Regions from separate parts of the Sus scrofa genome. Here region 2 is linked to region 1. A link is a contact called in public HiChIP or PLAC-seq data. All regions are on one chromosome and are shown on one strand. The core of a region is the stretch at or near the end of the contact, and the rest is flanking DNA. Distances in the headings are between cores, read along the strand shown.

Region 1 (4,306 bases), core at 702-3,201:
CGGGAACTCCTCTTTTTTTTTTTTTTTTTTTTTTTTTTTTTGTCTTTTTGCCTTTTTCTTGGGCTGCTCCCGAGGCATATGGAGGTTCCCAGGCTAGGGGTCCAATCGGAGCTGTAGCCGCCGGCCTACGCCAGAGCCACAGCAACACAGGATCCGAGCCACATCTGCGACCTACACCACAGCTCACGGCAACGCCGGATCGTTAACCCACTGAGCAAGGGCAGGTTCCTAGTCAGATTCATTAACCACTGCGCCATGACGGGAACTCCCCACATAATTTTCTTGAGGCCATATTCTAGGGCATCTCTTTAGAATTCTGGCCGGTTTTCCACAGCTCATTCAGGAGCAAAGACTGAGAGAACCATGGCTGTGGGGACCCGGGGAGAGACAGGCGGCCCACGTGGCAGACACCAGTCCCTCTTTGGGACATCCAAGGGGCCAGCAGCAGCAACTACGTTACAGACATATTTGAGAAGGCTGAACTCTAGAAATAATCATAACATTCATGACAATGTAGTGGCAAAAACAACATCACCATTTATTGAGTGGTTATAAAATAGCAAGACTCTTTCAAGCACTTCACATGGATCATTCAACCCAACCTTAACCCATGAGTGTGGAACCAGGATGATCTTCACTGTCCAATGAAGACAGGGAGTTGATGAAATCAACACAGGCTGGATTTTGACCTCTGACCCAAGAAATCCAGTTCTTTTAGTTGTAACTACTCCGTCTTTTAAAAATTCTCAGAGTTCCCATCATGGCTCAGTGGTAACAAACCCAACAAGTATCCATGGGGACGCGTATTTGATCCTTGGCCTTGCTCAGTGGGTTAAGTGTCTGGCGTTGCTGTGAGCTGTGGTGTAGGTCACAGATGTGCCTCGGATCCCGCCTTGCTGTGGCTGTGGTGTGGGCCAGCAGCTGCAGCTCTGATTCGACCCCTAGCCTGGGAACCTCCACATGCCACGGGTGTGGCCCTAAAATGACAATAAATAAATAAATAAAAATTAAAAATTAAAATCCCTCATTCCCCTCAATAAAACTGGAATAAAAAAAGATTAAAAAAAAAAAAAAACAACTCACCCCTTTACTTTCCCCTACTTCCCTTTACCCTCTCCATAGCAGGGGCATCCTTGAGGTCCTAATCCTAACCCATCCATCCTTAGGAGCCCAGAGTTGTGGGGGAGCTTTGCTCCCCATCTTAGATAACCCCCTTCAGCAACCATGGCCCCCTCACTAGCCTTTGAAGAAGGATGGAATGGATTCCTACAAATATTCTACAGTCTCACTATTCAAATGTGGTCCATGAGTTCCCTGGTGGCTCAGGATCCCCCACTGTCACTGCTGTGCTAGGGTTGCTGCTGTGGCTAGGGTTCGATCCTTAGCCAGAAAACGTAGCATGTCCCCACCCACCCCACTCCCTGCCTGCCACAAAAAAAAAAAAAGAGCCAGTGAATGGGTCTCACCCCAGATCTGATAAATCAGAACATCTGAGTGTTTAATCACGGTTTTTTTTAATATCCTTAGAGTCAGAATGACAGCCCTACACAGTCCCCACTGTACAGAGACTGCTCGGGGTAGTACACGACGTCTTCTGCCTTTACACTCCCCCGACACCCTGACTCCTGACAGCTCACTTTCTCTGACCTCGCACGTCCTACCTTTGAAACTACAACTCCCACAATGCCCCCGAGGCACCCACGTCGCTTTACGCGACTACATCTCCCAAGGTGCTCCTCGAGCCATGCAGCCACCAGGGCGCCTACTCTCCCCGACATCGTCAGGACTACAACTCCCATAATACTCCGTGACAAACCTACCGCCCCCAGCGGCGCCGGAACGGCGCCACGTCCCCTCCGGCCACTTCGAGTGAGGCCGGTTTCGGGCGGGGCCCGTGGGGTGTGGAGGGCCCCAGCCTCGTTACAGCGGTTCTTCCCCTCACAACACAGACATGGCGGCCGAGAAGGACCAGCAGAAGGATGCCGAGGCGGAAGGGCTGAGCGCCACGTAAGCAAGTCTAATCTAGCCCCCCTGACCTAGACCCGAGAGTCATGGCTTCTCGCCCCTCATCCCTGGGGAGTTAGGAATCCGGACTCCTGGCCCCGGCTCAATCCCTTCCTCCCCTGGAATCCAGGAGTCCTGGACCATATCTCCCCCGCCCCCCAGAACCCCGGAGTCCCGCTCCCCTCGGCCCCCTTCTTGCTCGGGGGTCCGGGCTCCAACCCGGTCTACCGCTGACCTGGTCCCGCACCCCCCAGGACCCTGCTGCCGAAACTGATTCCCTCTGGCGCGGGCCGTGAGTGGCTGGAGCGGCGCCGTGCTACCATCCGCCCCTGGGGCTCCTTCGTGGACCAGCGGCGTTTTTCGCGTCCCCGCAACCTGGGCGAGCTTTGCCAGCGCCTCGTACGCAACGTGGAATACTACCAAAGCAACTATGTGTTTGTGTTCCTGGGCCTCATCCTGTACTGCGTGTGAGTGTCTCTCTGGCCAGAACAGCCCCCCTCAGCCAGGCCCCGCCCCCGCCAGGCTGCCATGTCTGCACTGGCCAGGCCCTGTCCCCATGGGATAGCTCTGTGGGATCTTTACCCCAGAGGACCAGGTCCCTACTCCATCAGCCTGGCTGGGATGCAGGGGGACCAAACATGACCTAGACTTGCGTGGTCCTAAGGACGTCCCCAGGTGTAGAAGGTCAGGGCCTTCGTGTCTGACGCAGCCCCAGCGGCCTGACTGTGCCTCCCTGCCCTCCTCCAGGGTAACATCGCCCATGCTGCTGGTAGCTCTGGCTGTCTTCTTTGGCGCCTGTTACATCCTCTATCTGCGCACGTTGCAGTCCAAGTTTGTGCTGTTTGGTGAGAAATCTGCCCAAACTCCTCTGATCCTGGCTCTTTGAATCCAAGCCTTAGACCTCAAACCTGAGTCCTTTTGAACCCAAGTCTGCCCAATCCTAGACCTACAGTAGATTCCCCATACCCACACCTGATGCTCCTATCCACTCTCAGTCCCCCCAAATTGCTGTTTCCCAAACCCAGAAGATATCCAAGAACCACTCCACCTAGCCGCTGGCCTTTTAAACCTCCTCCTTCTCTCTCCCTCATCTGCCAAAAGCATCAGCTGCAAGTACCCACATTGGACGCCAGGTGGCGACTTTACTCTAGCCTAAATCTGTCCTCCCCCTTTCGTGCTTCCTGGGATGGGAGTAGAAAAATCTTGGGACTTCTCAGAGGGAAGCTGAGGCCTGTGGCTCATGTGGTCCTAGACTGGCACCAAGCACCACTGGGAAGAAAGAGGGCCTGAGTTCCCAACTAAGGGAAACTCAAGGTTTGGAGTGGAGATAAGGGGGAGTTGGAATCAAAGAAACAGGTAGACCTAAGACAGAATCCATCAGAAGCCTGCCAGTTATGTATCTGGTAAGGGTGGGCTGGGTGGAGGAGCATGTCAGGCGAGCACAGGGCACAGAGGGAGCGTCCAGAGCATAGTCACAACTTGTCTTCAGCCACTGCTGCCGCCAGGGTTTGCAAGTCTGACTTTCCAATCTGCCACAAGAAGCCAGATGTCTATACAGCCATCTCTCAGCTTTTCTAGGAGCCCCCAGATTTTGGATACCCAAATCCGAGGATGCTCAAGTTGCTGATGTAGCAATGATGTAGTACAGTGACCCACGGGTGCCCATCTGCGGATACAGAGGGCCGACTGTATTGCTGTGTGAAATCATTCTGTCTGTATGTCAGCAGCAAATCAACAAATCGTGGCTCAGCGGTTAACAAGCCTGACTAGGTTCCACGAGGATGCGGGTTCGACCCCTGGCCTCGCTCAGGGTGTTAAGGATCTGGTGTTGCCGTGAGCTGTGGTGTAGGTTGCAGACGTGTCTCGGATCTCGCGTTGTTGTGGCTGTGGATCTGATTCGACCCCTAGCCTGGAAACTTCCATGTGCTGTGGGTGCGGCCCTAAAAAGCAAAAAAATTATTGTGGAATAATATGCAAACTCAAAAAACATGTCTAGGTGTCAGCCTGGGCCTTTGGGATGCCAGTTGGAAAACCCAGGTCTATGCGAGGGCAGGTTGGAGCAGGAAAGCTGTAGTTTGGGGAGGGAGAGTCTGGGAGCTTCCTAGCAGAAGTAAAGTTGAAGGGTGGAGGGCGGTGGGGGGGATTACTGAGGAAGGTGCACTGTTTCAGGGGACAGTGGGTGGGGACGCTGGGGAAATGGCTGGGGCCGGACTTGGAGGGCCTTGGCATAAGGCATTTTGGGGGTTACTCTGGGAGAGGGGACAGGTGTGGAACAGCTGTCCCAATGCCATCTGCCCCCCCA
Region 2 (4,306 bases), core at 1,217-3,716, 77 kb after region 1:
GGGGATGCACAGCTAGCACGAGGTGTTGGGGAGGGGCACAGCAACTGTAAGGATGACCAGCAGGCTCACCCAGGTGTGTATTAACCAGGGCTTTCCTGCCATTTTCCCTTAATCTCTCCTTAACTAGAAGAAGTATGAAATGCTGAAAAGGGAAGAGAGCTGCTCGCCAGCCCCTGGCTAAGTGATGATCTGCTGAATTGTGCCACCATCACTAGCTGGCCTCAAGCATGTCACCTAACCTCCCGAACGTCTACTGCAAACCAACTACCACAAGTCCTGCTTGCGAAGTTTTTATTAGATGCAGGTCATACAAAATAAGAATATTGACCTGACTAAATAGGAAAAGCTCTTAAATTCTTTCTCTTCATCTTAAGATCCAAAGCTGCTATGGCCTCTTGGGGCAGGACCAAAGAACACTCAGGACCAGGCAGCCTTGCTTCTTCTCAAGGTGGTCTTGTCCAGGCCCCATCACTACTGACTGCTGTGCCCAAGTGAGTCAACTCAGCTCCTCTTCACCTGCCATATTTTTCTAAAAGCACAAATGTGGGTAAGTGGATTTGCTATCCACCCTACTCCACTCAGATTTCACCTTTTAGTCCTCGGGTCAGGGGCCGTGGCTGAGTCATGCTGGCCCCTGTGCCCAGCCCAGGGCTTAGAAGAGTAGACCACCCATCTACAAAATATTTCTTCCCACATGCTGGGCAATTTGTGCCAAGGCCAACTCTTTGCAAGGCTATTCTGTGCCCCCCCCCACTTCCCAACTCTGCTTTCCATCTATTTCCCACTTGGAGACAAGCTTTGGTCAGGACACGACCACCACTTCAGAGGAAGGCCAAGAGCCCTTAGTGAAGGCCTGTGCAGAGGCAGCTGCCTTGGCACAATCCAGTGCTGAACCCCACCCCCTCTCCCAAAGCAAGCCTCCATGGGGATGGCAGCTTGGAGAAATGCAAAACATTAAAGACAAGTGAGACAGTACTACCACTGTGCAATCACCACTTAAGGCAATTCTTTCAAGCTATTACTGGAGGACTAACAAAGTAAGAGAGAGGAACTGGCAGTCAGTATAGGGTGAGGGTAAGGTTTTCTTCTCTGCACTTGAAAAGTGCCAAGATTTACAGCAAGGAATGACCTGGTCAGATCTCAGAACAATTAGTTAGGAACAACTTGTTAAATACAGAAAAGTAGTCTAGTATGATGATTTGAACATAAGAACATACTCCAGACTTTAAAAGAACAGTGCCGCTCTCTAAAATGAACCATCTCTAGGCAAAATATATAAATTCATTCGCCCCCCCGATTTGCCCCAAGGCTCAGAGAAAAGTACAGATCCTCACACAAAATCTCTTAGTAATGAAGAAAACAGGAATCCAGAATACAAAATTATTGAATGCCACATAAAGCATGAATGAGACTCAAAAGTAACTTCTCAGGGAAATTAAGAGCTTACAGAAGACACCTAGCCTCCCACTCCCCAGCCAAACAAAGGTCCCAGTTCCTCACCAGCTCGTGTGTAGAACCAGTTCTCATCATAGGGAGCGAGTTCTTTATGCTTGGCCAGCTTGACAGTGTCCACCCATTCAGGGACTTTCAGCTTCCCGGACCTCGGAAAAAGGCACAATTCAGTCTCCAAACTCCATCCAATTCCCTCTCCTCAACACTACTTGGGGTAAACAGGAGCCCAAAGTGCCCCCAAATAAAAAGGGACTGAAATTCAATCCAGGCCTCATGGAGAAAGGGTGGATTCAAGAGACCTTCAACAGGCCTTCCCAGCCAGGAGAGAGAGAGCCTGAGGGCTCAGGCAAAGACGATGGCTTCCACTTACTCAACACCAGTCCCCACACTCACTTTTTGAGAAAGGCTGCCAGAGCTCTGACGAACTCCTGCTGGTTCACATCTTTTACAGTAACTCCAGGCATCTGCAAAAAAAGATCAAGTTTTTGAAGGACGATTAGTGGACTGACAGGAGCATAGCCCCAACGCGACCTAAACCGCCGCACTCCCTTCACTTCAGAAGGCCCTACAGGCCGCGGCGCCGGTGAGTCCTAGAGCTCACCGACGCCCACGTTCTCTCTGGGTCGCACGAACACTGCTTACCTGCTTCTTTGTGAAGACGCTGTACGACCCCAGCCCCTGATTCTAGGCCCACCCGGTATTCCCCGCTGCCCCGCCAGGCCCAGCTTCGGTTCCCGGACCGCGCGGATCAGACAAGCCCGGGCTTGCAGCTCGCACGTGGCCGCGGGTCCAGGGGGCGGGGTGGCCCTCGCGCGGGGGCTCCGGAGCCCTCAGGCACAAACTGCGGGCTCGGGAGTCGGGCTCCAACTCCCCACGCCCAACTAGGACCAGAGAACCGGACTTACCGTGCGGCCTCCGCGCTGCCAGCCAGGGGAAAGGGAGCAACGGGGTTTCCCGGGCGCACAAGTCGGGCGACTGTTATCGCGAGAGTTCCGAAAGATCGCGAGAGTGGGATTCGAACGAGCAGCTCCGCCTCTCTCAGGGCAAAAAGGGCTTCGCCTCTGAGACGTGGGAGGGCGTGGTGTGAGGGTGGAGGCTTGTTTCTCCCCGCCCTAGTCCTGAGCTGGAGGGATCTGGCTTTGTTTGCGATGATCGTGGATGGAACGAACGGCGGAGGAGATTGTGTTTCTTGGCAGAAATTATAGGAAGTTGGGTGGGCATGAAAGAGAGAGCAATCGCCGCCGCTGGCGTCCCTGGCGGGATGACCCTTTTTTTGGTAGTGGCTTGGCTGGCCGGAAGTGGGGCTAGTAAGGGCGGAACTGTGACCTGGAGTCCAAGGTGGGGCAGGGGAGAAGTGTGGCCACCACCTTCACTTCTCTGACTAGCAGTACTCGCGAGAGCAGAGACGGAAGCTCCACCCTTCTTAGGGCGGAAACTGCTTCGCCGAGACCTGCGAGAGCGGAGTGGGAAGGAGACACTGGAGGTGAGGAACATATAAGGGCATGGGCAAGGAGGCGGAGTCGAATTCAGCTCTACCTCCTAGTACCAGAATCTTTAGGTTTATCTTGCCCAATTAGATTTATTTACCTGACTGACCGGTGCAGCATTAGTCAGTCCACTTGCCTTTTCAGCGCTTTAGTCACTCCATTAAGGAAAAAAAAAAAAAAATGAAATGGAGACACTGAGATCCCCATTATTTGCCGTCTTTAAAAGTGGCTACTGGAGTTCCCGTCGTGGCGCAGTGGTTAACGAATCTGATTAGGAACCATGAGGTTGCGGGTTCGATCGTTAAAGGATCCGGCGTTGCCGTGAGCTGTGGTGTAGGTTGCAGACGCGGCTCGGAACCTATGTTGCTGTGGCTCTGGCATAGGCCAGTGACTACAGCTCCGATTCGACCCCTAGCCTGGGAACCTCCACATGCTGTGGGAGTGGCCCTAGATAAAGCAAAACAAAACAAAAACAAACAAACAAACAAAAAAGTGACTACTGGAGTTCCGTCGTGGAGCAGTGGCTAATGAATCCGACTAGGAACCATGAGGTTGCGGGTTCGGTCCCTGGACTCACTCAGTGGGTTAAGGATCTGGAGTTGCAGTGAGCTGTGGTGTAGGCTGCCAGCAACAGCTCCGATTCGACCCCTAGCCTGGGAACCTCCATATGCCGCGGGTGCGGCCCTAAAAAGACAAAAAAAAAAAAAAAAAAGAAAAAAAAAGAAAAAAAAAAGAATTAGAGATTACAAAAAAGAACAAGAAAACAGCCAACATTTGAAAATTAAGACGTTTTACAAAGAAATCTAGGCTTCCAGCTTCCACTGAAAAATCAGAAGATATGGCGATACTGAGCCCACGTTCCTGCCTGGCAACAGTGCGGTAGGGCCAAAAGGGAAGCTGCCTCCATAGGTAGGGTATACATTTCTCAGTTTTCTAGGGCTCCTCTGGCCTCCTTTACTTATTGATACGATCCACTTAGCCTTGTAGGTATTTCAGTCTGTGCTCCTCTCTGTCTATACCTGGCAATTATTGAATTAGTGAATCAACCACTGTCTCCCTTCTACCACTCTTTCTTATCTGGACATAATAAGAAATCCAAGTCTGTAGATATTTGTGGTAGTCACTGAATAATAACTGATTTTCACTTTGGGAAATGAATTGAACAAGTTCTTTCTGTCAGGATAGAATAGGTTAGGCTGCAGTAACAAACAGTCTTCACATCTAAGTGATGTAAAACAATATGTTTATTTCTTTATTTCTAGGCTGAGTCACACAAACCTAGACAGGAAATGAAAATACTTCTGTTTTCACATGCATAGAGACAGCCATGAGTGCACAGGTACAGAATCATGTGTCAAATAAATATC

The links. HiChIP or PLAC-seq counts read pairs in DNA pulled down with a chosen protein or histone mark.
Region 2: an H3K27ac HiChIP or PLAC-seq map of alveolar macrophages shows a contact between it and region 1. The contact joins the promoter of RPS19 here to the promoter of RABAC1 in region 1. A contact is called at or near these places in 1 of 5 promoter capture datasets (liver), 23 of 47 Hi-C or Micro-C datasets (adipose tissue, blood, embryonic fibroblasts and 10 more) and 2 of 2 datasets of contacts at active chromatin or transcription factors (alveolar macrophages and skeletal muscle).

Annotation. Positions count from the first base shown.
Region 1 is chr6:49,931,637-49,935,942 of Sscrofa11.1, forward strand. It overlaps RABAC1 (Rab acceptor 1), which reads left to right and starts at 1,952. Exons shown (of 5, transcript NM_001031795.1): 1 at 1,952-2,007; 2 at 2,259-2,471; 3 at 2,752-2,849. The coding sequence starts at 1,952.
Region 2 is chr6:50,007,669-50,011,974 of Sscrofa11.1, forward strand. RPS19 (40S ribosomal protein S19) reads right to left here and starts at 2,467. Exons shown (of 6, transcript XM_005655906.3): 1 at 2,358-2,467; 2 at 1,846-1,916; 3 at 1,501-1,601. The coding sequence starts at 1,916. DMRTC2 (doublesex- and mab-3-related transcription factor C2) reads right to left here. Exons shown (of 8, transcript XM_021094461.1): 8 at 3,644-4,306. It also overlaps a transcript of LYPD4 not described here.